Regions from separate parts of the Mus musculus genome. Here region 2 is linked to region 1. The links are chromatin contacts, called in public HiChIP or PLAC-seq maps. All regions are on one chromosome and are shown on one strand. Each heading gives the region's core, a stretch centred on a gene start, on an enhancer-like site or on the middle of the called end of the contact. The rest is flanking DNA. Distances are from core to core; before and after follow the strand shown. Region 1 has its middle 150 kb from the start of Qpct. Region 2 has its middle 51 kb from the start of Rmdn2.

The links. HiChIP or PLAC-seq counts read pairs in DNA pulled down with a chosen protein or histone mark.
Region 2: a contact with region 1 is called in an H3K4me3 HiChIP or PLAC-seq map of embryonic basal ganglia, with 3 times the contacts expected there. The contact joins two enhancer-like sites. A contact is called at or near these places in 3 of 39 promoter capture datasets (the 3T3-L1 cell line, embryonic stem cells and liver), 2 of 15 datasets of contacts at CTCF or cohesin (large pre-B cells and pro-B cells), 30 of 484 Hi-C or Micro-C datasets (the 3T3-L1 cell line, B cells, CD4 T cells and 14 more), 2 of 115 datasets of contacts at active chromatin or transcription factors (embryonic basal ganglia and embryonic stem cells) and 1 of 9 other capture datasets (embryonic stem cells).

The regions. Positions count from the first base shown.
Region 1 is chr17:79,197,346-79,201,349 of GRCm38.p6, forward strand. No RefSeq gene overlaps it. Among named protein-coding and RNA genes, the nearest start is that of Qpct, 150 kb to the left of the region's middle. Within about 2 kb of position 2,271, at least 18 of the 459 cell types and tissues checked have an H3K27ac peak or open chromatin away from gene starts, as enhancers often do. A contact at or near this core is called in embryonic basal ganglia, where this site is marked.
Region 2 is chr17:79,561,909-79,566,291 of GRCm38.p6, forward strand. No RefSeq gene overlaps it. Among named protein-coding and RNA genes, the nearest start is that of Rmdn2, 51 kb to the right of the region's middle. Within about 2 kb of position 1,538, at least 22 of the 459 cell types and tissues checked have an H3K27ac peak or open chromatin away from gene starts, as enhancers often do. A contact at or near this core is called in embryonic basal ganglia, where this site is marked.

The DNA of each region.
Region 1 (4,004 bases), core at 1,021-3,520:
AGCATTTGGTTATTAGAAGTACCTGACCATGAGGCTTCCCTTCTGCTAAAACACCTTTGAGACAAATGCTTTGGAGTGGAACAGGGATGCTGGAGGGAAAACAAGGCAACCACTGCTGTGACCAAGATCCAATCTTATGTCCTGATAAGGTCTATATAGGGCCAGATCTAGCACACGAATGATCTAACCTGATCACACTGACATCTTTCTGACATTTCTGTCTATTTAGTTAGGTATTAGAGCTGCTGAATTCTAAGGTTTTGCTTTGTTTTGTTTTTGACACTCTCCATGCTTGCTGGTATAACCTTTCTGTGCTTGAACGTAAAGCAATTATGTAGAAGCTACCTTGCAATGCTCTTTCAAAGTACTGGCAGAGTGGTGAGTGCTATAGTTAGACCGTCTAGGTTCAAACCCTCACTATGACTTGTTGAGACAGAAACAGACCAGAAAGATATAGGCCTCCCTAATGGCATATGGTTAGGGACCAAGTAATGTCGAATGCTGTTATGAATATTACTTTCCTAGGCCTTTACCATAAACATCCTTTAACATTACTGTTTCCATGAATGAACAAAAGTTTTACAAGTAGAAAGTGAGCCATTTAGTCCCTTGAGTGAAACTTGACAGACATTTCCTATAAGCCTGGCTTCCCCGAGTGGGGAGCTATGAACTAAGCAGCCCCATCTCTGGCAAAGTGTTCCCTAAACCACTCTGAGGGCATGCACCCTAGCATCAGGGACTCCTGCAACCTGAGCGGCTGCTGAAGCCACAGCTCCTGCTTCAGAAGTTTTGCTCTGTTTTTTTTTTTTTTTTTTTTTTTTTTTTTTTTCTCTCCTAGCAACCTGGGTCATGTTTAAGAAACTCTACTCAGGCCAAGACAAGACTCACTAAATTCTAGATGGCTCTGTTCACCTTGTTGCTATTCTTCCTCAGGATGAGACGGAGAGCACTTCCTGAGTGACAGCAGGAGACTTGCCATTGGTGCATAATGCGGAACCTGCGGTGCATGGGGGTGGGAACTGTGTACCCTTAAGACTGACTGGTAGAACTGTAGTCTGAGCACAGGGACACCATAACCCTTTTCTGGCTACATAAATGCCATTTCTCAGACCTGTTGGGTTAGTCTGGAAGGCTTCTGTGTATTCCTTCTAGTGTTGAAACATCAAGCAAAATAAAAATGTCTCCAGAATGGTTTTTATCCCTGTGGTTTTGGCCACAGGTTGAGTGGGTTGAACCAGTGACGCTAAGAGCACGTAGAGGCCCGTGCTTCAGGCTGCGTTGTCTGAGGCTTTGTCTAGAAGGTGATCTTAAGGCTTGTAAACTCCCGAGAGTCCTGGGACTATAATTCTTTGCTTGACTAAGTTGGGAGACAGGAGGTTGTTGAAAAATGTCCGAAGTTGGCTGGAAACAGAGACTGTGGAGAGAATGGATGGTGGATGTACAGAGATGGGGTAGAGGACGATGACTACGGAAGGCCATGAAGAACAGAGCCAGAGATCTGTAGCCACTGGAAGAGATCCAGAGAGCTAACAAGAATTAAGAGCTGAGGGTCCCGATTTACAACACCCAGGAACTGAAACCCTAGCTTCTGTTAAGAGCCAAGAATCCCAACACCTGACACCCAGGAGCTCCATCCAATACTAGCTACGGGGGCTGAAGGCTCAGAGTCTGGTGTGCCCTAAATATATAAAGCAATATGCCTCTAGTTTTGCAGGCTTGGACCCAGAAGTCTCTAGTTCTCAGGCCTATATTTATAAGTTTCTGAGGTTTAAAAGCCCATTCGCTAAGCCTGTGGCACTCAGGAGGTCAGTGCTGGCAATATCTAGGAGTCTGGATTTTCCTATTTGTGATCTTCACCTGAACAGAGCAAAGGATCCACACAGTCTACTGGTGACACTTTGTCAAATGCCTGTTCTTCTCACAGTTGTTTCAAGGTCTTATTTTTTAAAAACGGAGACATTGATAATAAGAGTACCACCCTCGCGGGTAGTTGGGAAGCTTAGGAATATATGGGAAACATATGCTTGCCATGTGCTGAACAGGCGGTTGCCACTGGAATTAAATATGCATATATTCTGCATGGAGACACACTCAAAATACCTAAATTATAGTTTTACCCACATACCAATGACCGAAAAAGTATCTGTCGTATTTTGGGGAAATAAATTTTGATTTTTTTTTTTTTTTTTTTTGTCTTGAGAAAGCAAGCGATCTGCCTAAGTTGATGAGACCATGGAAAAAGAAATATTCCCGTCATCTCAGATATTTCAGCCTCAACGGGAGTGAACCCTGGACAGCTACATTCGAGTTTTAGCTCCGACTGCGTTTTGCTGATTTATTCTTCTTTTAAATCCCGAATTTCATGAGAGGAATCTGAGCTTCACAACTGGGCAAGAGAGGGACTTGAATATCAACTGCTTTCTACCACGGTGCCTCCTCTAATTGTTTTAATTGACTTTGCAGCCTCACCGATGATGCTCCACTCACACCCCCCACCCCCCACCCCCTACCTACTTTTCTCTTCAGTGCTGATTCTTCTCCAACTGGAATTATCCACTCAGCCTTTTGAAACGCTGGCTTTCCAGCTGGGAATGGAGTGTGTGTAAATGCACAAAGCCCAGGCTTGTGAATTTCTGGTTTGCATTAGGCCATCATGGTTTATTGTTCTGCAAGCTCTGGAGGGAGGACCCAGCCCCACTGTGCTGTGCATCCTATGCAGGGTGAGCTGTTGCTTTTAGATGGCTGAGCACTTGACATTTGTGAGTTTAGAACCCCCTTGGGGGACATCTTTAGATACAGCTCATCACCAGCAAATATCAAACGGGGATAATCTGAATCCCTTGGAAGCATGCATAAAATATGTAATTGCCCTTGAAAATAAGCACAAATAATTTACTGGTAAATATTTATTTCACGAGACCACACCCCTCTTCTCCAGGCTGCAAGCTGCACAGCACAGATGTCAAAACGTACGCTCCTCCTTCGTTCACTGTGCCCCCAAGTCCGTGACTACTTCTATAGCCTTTTAAATTCTTGTTTTTTTGTTTTTGTTTTTAAAATAAAGTGGAGGGACACTCTTACCATTGATTTTTCTGCAGAGATTTCCATTACTTCCTGGCTAGTGCTCGTTAGACCTTATGTATGGAGTCCTCACTCTCCACATCATTTGTTCTTTCTTCCATACATTGTTATCTTCTGGCCTCTTGATCTGAAAGTCTCTTAGATTCTCTCCCACCCTCACCCAAAGCGATGGTACTTATTTTTCACTGACCTAGACATCCCTGGGGTTAGAACACAATCTATATATGTGCACAGTGAAAGACAGCCTCATTTATTGCCTTGGGTTTTTGGCTATCCCCATGTGACCGCTGCCTTATCATGGATGTATTCAAATACCCCAGCATCCATGTCTGCATGTGTGTTCAGTTCCTTGCTTCAACAGTGTCTGGCTTGTCTTTGTTTTTCATTGGCTGTTAGAATGCATATTGACTATTTTATTATTGAAAGGGACAGCTAAAACAAGTCTTCATGTGTACTCCTCCAAATATAATTAGCCAACCATCAAAAACAAAAACGAAAAACAGAGTAAGCAAAATAATGCCTAGACTTTATTATCTTGCCATCATATTACCTGGCAGGGGCAAGCTGGGCAAAATATAGCAGAAAATTGAGAGCTACAAGAGTCTGTGAGCTGCAGGGTGTGGAAGACATTAAAAAGGAAAAAAAGGCCTTTTTCCATTAATTAAAAGAATACAATATTAAAAGCTGGGAGGGAGATATGTTGGGAAGTCCTGGGGTGGGGGAAGCTGAAAGTGGGGAGTGGATATAATGAAAATATATTGTATAAATGTATAAAATTTTAAAGAATTAAAAGGAAACCCTTCTGACTATATGATCTGCCTGTGCTTTCTTTTTGATAGTTTCATTTGTTTCATCAAAACTAACTAACTAACTAACTAACTAACTAACTAACTAACTAACCACTTAGTTAAGCATGGTGGTGT
Region 2 (4,383 bases), core at 288-2,787, 360 kb after region 1:
CACTTACCTAGGTTTATTTTATTTCCTGATTCCTGGATTTTTTTTGTCTTTGTTTTTGTCTTGGTTTGGTTGGGTGGTGATCAGTATAACTTGTCCACATTCTGACCAGAATCTGATTTTTATCTCCTGCTTGCTGCCACGTCAGAGGACTTGGTATGTTTTTTGTTTTCAGTAATACATTCATCTGATCAACAGTTCTGTGCTGATCCATATGACAATTCCAAGTGTTGGCTGGCTGGACATTAATGAAATTATATAGGAACTAAGCTATTCAACTCCACTTCCCCCTTTTCTATATGCAGTTCTGTCTAAATTCTTACTGTTGCCAGAGAAGCCTTGACTCATGGCTCCAGGTTGTCACCCTTGCACAAAGATAGTGGCAGGGTGCTCTGGGGAAAGGATCAGGGCCACATTGGCCTACTTTTCTCCAAATTATTCAAAGAACAACATGTCTACATGTACCTATGAAACACTACTTTTCAAAGCATGGCTCCAGTGCAGTAAACACACATTTTCTTTACTTCTTTTCTTTCTTTCTTTCTTTCTTTCTTTCTTTCTTTCTTTCTTTCTTTCTTTCTTTCTTTCTTTCTTTCTTTCTTTCTTTCTTTCTGATTTATTATATGTATGAGTATACGGTTGCTATATTCTGACACACCAGAAAAGGGCATCAGATCTCATTACAGATGGTAATGAGCCACCATGTGGTTGCTGAGAATTGAACTAGGGGTCTCTGGAAGAGCAGATAGTGCTCTTAGGTGCTGAGCCATCTCTCCAGCCCAACATACATTTTTCAAGCTACAAAAACAAGGCCATTTAACTTTGACATACTACAACCTTTTGTTCTGATCAGTGCTTGATATGACACAGGTTTCTTGAGTGACCCCAGCAGCATTTTAACTTTCAGATATATTTTTAGAAGGGAAAACAACGTTTGTCATGTCCAAAGAACCATGGGTAAAACAACAGATGAGTTTGTACCTTAAAAGTTGCACTTTTTAAACTTTTAAAGCTATCATGGACCAAAGAACTATGTGTGTGTGTGTGTGTGTATGTGTGTGTGTGTGTGTGTGTGTGTGTGTATACATGCTTGTATGCATGTGTATACACACACACACATACACACATACATACATACATACATACATACATACATAAGATGGTAGTAATGATAGGAAAGCGGAATACAGGAAGCTGCAAAAACAACAAAATTCTTAGCATTTTAATGGCTTTATCCAATCAGTATTCACCCCAAATACTAAAAAATAACTCTACAGCACACGCAGGCGTTTGCTTCTCTTTCTTCTCAGACAGCACCCCTAACCATCCCTAAACTGCTTTCCTTTTGTTCTGAGTTGCTCACTAAGCTGCATAAGGAGAAGGAGAATCTTTATGAGCAGGTGTTGCAATCAAATAAAACTGACAACAAAAGAAATGGTGGCAGATAATCACGAGAGGGGCAATCCAGCCTGGAGGATGATCAGCCGAGGATGCTAAGCAGCAGAGCCCATAAATGACTGTAATTACTTGTCTTTTAACACAGCCAAACCATCTCGCTCTACCTCTTAGAAATGCTCCAGGATCTAAAAATAGACTATGCACAGCATCTCATTCACATGGAATTCAGCTTAAGTCCTTCTCCAAAGCGACTTAGTTTTGGTCCTGAGTCTCCACTCTTTCTGTCCCTTCCCCCTCTGCAGCCCACTGAGCCAGTTGCTTCGTTGTCCAGTTTTTCTCATCAGAAGACAAAAGCTTGCATCCCCTCCCCATGCCCACCAACATACTACAGTGTGTAATATGCACTTTCCTAAGATTCTGTAATGGAAGCTCTCCAGCCCTGTAGAGATCAGCTGGACCCAGGAACCCTTGTGGCTAAGAACTAGGGGTTAAAAGCTGAGATGGGAGGGGAGTGGACAGGGGCTCTAAAGTTTGTTTTCCATGGTGTTTTGCCTTGACAGTGAGGGAGGGGCTTAACAAGAGCATGGAAAGTAAGTGGCAGCCCCAGCTGGCTGGCAGGCCTGTGTCCTATCATAGCATTAACCTTTGTGACCCCAATGCATGCCATAGGACAATTAAGGCCAGCACAACTGGCCCTAAACTCTTAGTACATGCTTTTCTACACATAGCTCATCCAGAGAGCTATGGAATTCCAGCGAAACCAACCATTTCCACGACTGCCACCACCCCCACAAAGAATTCTGTTAGAAACAGGCAATAGGTTGAATTACTGAATGCTTGCAGCAGAGCCCAGGGAGGAGTTACAAGACAGCTCAGCACCTCCCTTGGAAGTGCAGAAATGTCATCTTCTACCTCCACCCATCCGTCCTGGCGTGTTTTCATACCTTCTCTGTTCTACCTCACTCCCACCCTCTCTCTGGACCTTCAGTCCCTGGAAGTGCCATTTCAAAGGCAGCCACTAGACTTGGAAACAAGAGAAGGCTTGGGAATGCTAAGGATACACAACAAAGACTTTTGTGATTTTTGTGCCCAGATCTCTAACTACTAAGCTCTTCTCTCTGACCTGGACACGGGTCTCCTTTGGTGTCTCAGAGTCTGAAGGCATAGAGTAGTTCTAAAAATCCTCCTGGGACTCTCCCCTTTCTCCTCAGGGAAGCTGGCCATAGATAATGGTACTATCAGCCTCTCTGAGATCTCCTTTGATCATGATGTGAACCATTATCTGTGAGTACCATGTGTCCCCTTCCTGAAACCTCCATTCTCGTTTGTCACTGTTGCCATCCCTTCTCTGGCAACAGAGCACCTGGCCCTGCTCTTCCTGTTAGCTCCGTACTGTGAAAGCATATCATCCAGATCCTACAAAGGTCAGGAGAGGGTGAGAATAGCCAGAAGAGGAGCCAAACATATCTATTTCCATCAAGGATAAATAGCTAACATCTGGGATGCTTAATCTTTGCAATTGCTGGTACTTTCAGCAGTGTCTGACACTCATTCAGCAAATATTTATCCGGAGCTACCTCTGTGTAGCTGCTGTTCTGGAGTCCAGGAAATTAGGGAGAAAACAAACAAACAAACAAACAAACAAAGGCCCTGACCTCATGTTGCTTCTACCCGAGGGAGGAGCTAGGCAGTGGACAAGAAGACAGGAAGATTACAATCAGTTAACGACATACAAATGACATCTTTCTCCCTTCTTCTCTCTTCTTGCCCTGAATTGGTACAACCATGCTTTCTTCTTGATTCTGCACTGCTGAACCTTCGGCCCTTTTCCTTGAGTTGTGCACATCCAAGATTAAGGCCTTCTGCTTATCCTGTCAGGGTGTTTCTTCACTTTCACCCAAGGACCCAATCCAGCTGAGTGTGTTCACCCCCACGAGGGTCTCCTGAGGCTGTGCACTTTGGAAATTGCACTTGTCACTGTTTCGATTGGGGTGAGTCTCTTAGTGCAATGAGAGAAAGGCAGGTTGGTCAGTGGAGAATATAAGACCAAGGGTTTAGCTTTGGGTTTAATAAGAATAAACTCTGATATGAAAAGAAGAGGCAGAGACTCAGTAGCCTCATATAAGAACTGGGGGTGGGGTTGGAGGGTGGCCAGAAAATGAAGAGATTCTGATAAAGATCCATCAAGAGGCTACAAAGTAAACCCACAAGCTGTTGAGTACCAGGAGCCACAGAAAGAAAGCATGGTTTCACAATGACCCCCCCCCCCCCGGAACTTCAAGAATGTTCTTATATGGTGTAAACAAAGGGACAGAGCTTCGCATGTCTCTGCCCACCTCTGACATTGTCCGATTGAGGAGAGAAAGAGAGCCCTGGCTTCGTACAGGGCTACACAGGGCAGAGAGCAAGGTGGCCACACACTCTGCCTGCCTTCTTTTCTCTGAAAGGGCTCTTTGTAACTTCTCTGAGGAGGAAACACCTCCTCCGTGGAGAAACATTTGCTTCCTATTAAACGTACTGTTACTTGGAGCCCAGCTCCTTGCCAGCCTTCCCCATAGTGGGCAGTGAGGGAAAGAGGAGGAGGCCGCACCCCAGCTGCTGTCTTGGCAGGGGAGGCTTCAGAGTGCAAAGCCTCGTGGCCTACAGGCCCCCAGCCCAGTCTCTCTCTGCCAAAATCCTCCTCCCCCTTCCCCTCTCCCTCCCCCTCCCCCCTCCCCCACCCCCTTCAATCTTTCCTCCCTGTCCCTGTATGAAAAGCTTTCAAGATGGCAAAAGGGCTAGTCAGTAGTTTGGCTCAACCTTTTGATACCAGAAAGACTAAAATGGAGTATTCTTCATTTTGTAGCCTACAGGGAGAAAGCTAAGCTGCAGCTGTAAGAAAGAAAACAAAAATAAATCAAACTACAAAAACCAGGTTTATTCTGCAAGCCACCCAATCAACTCTAATCACAAATGTGTTAGGGTCCTAAAGAAACATCTCTTGGGATA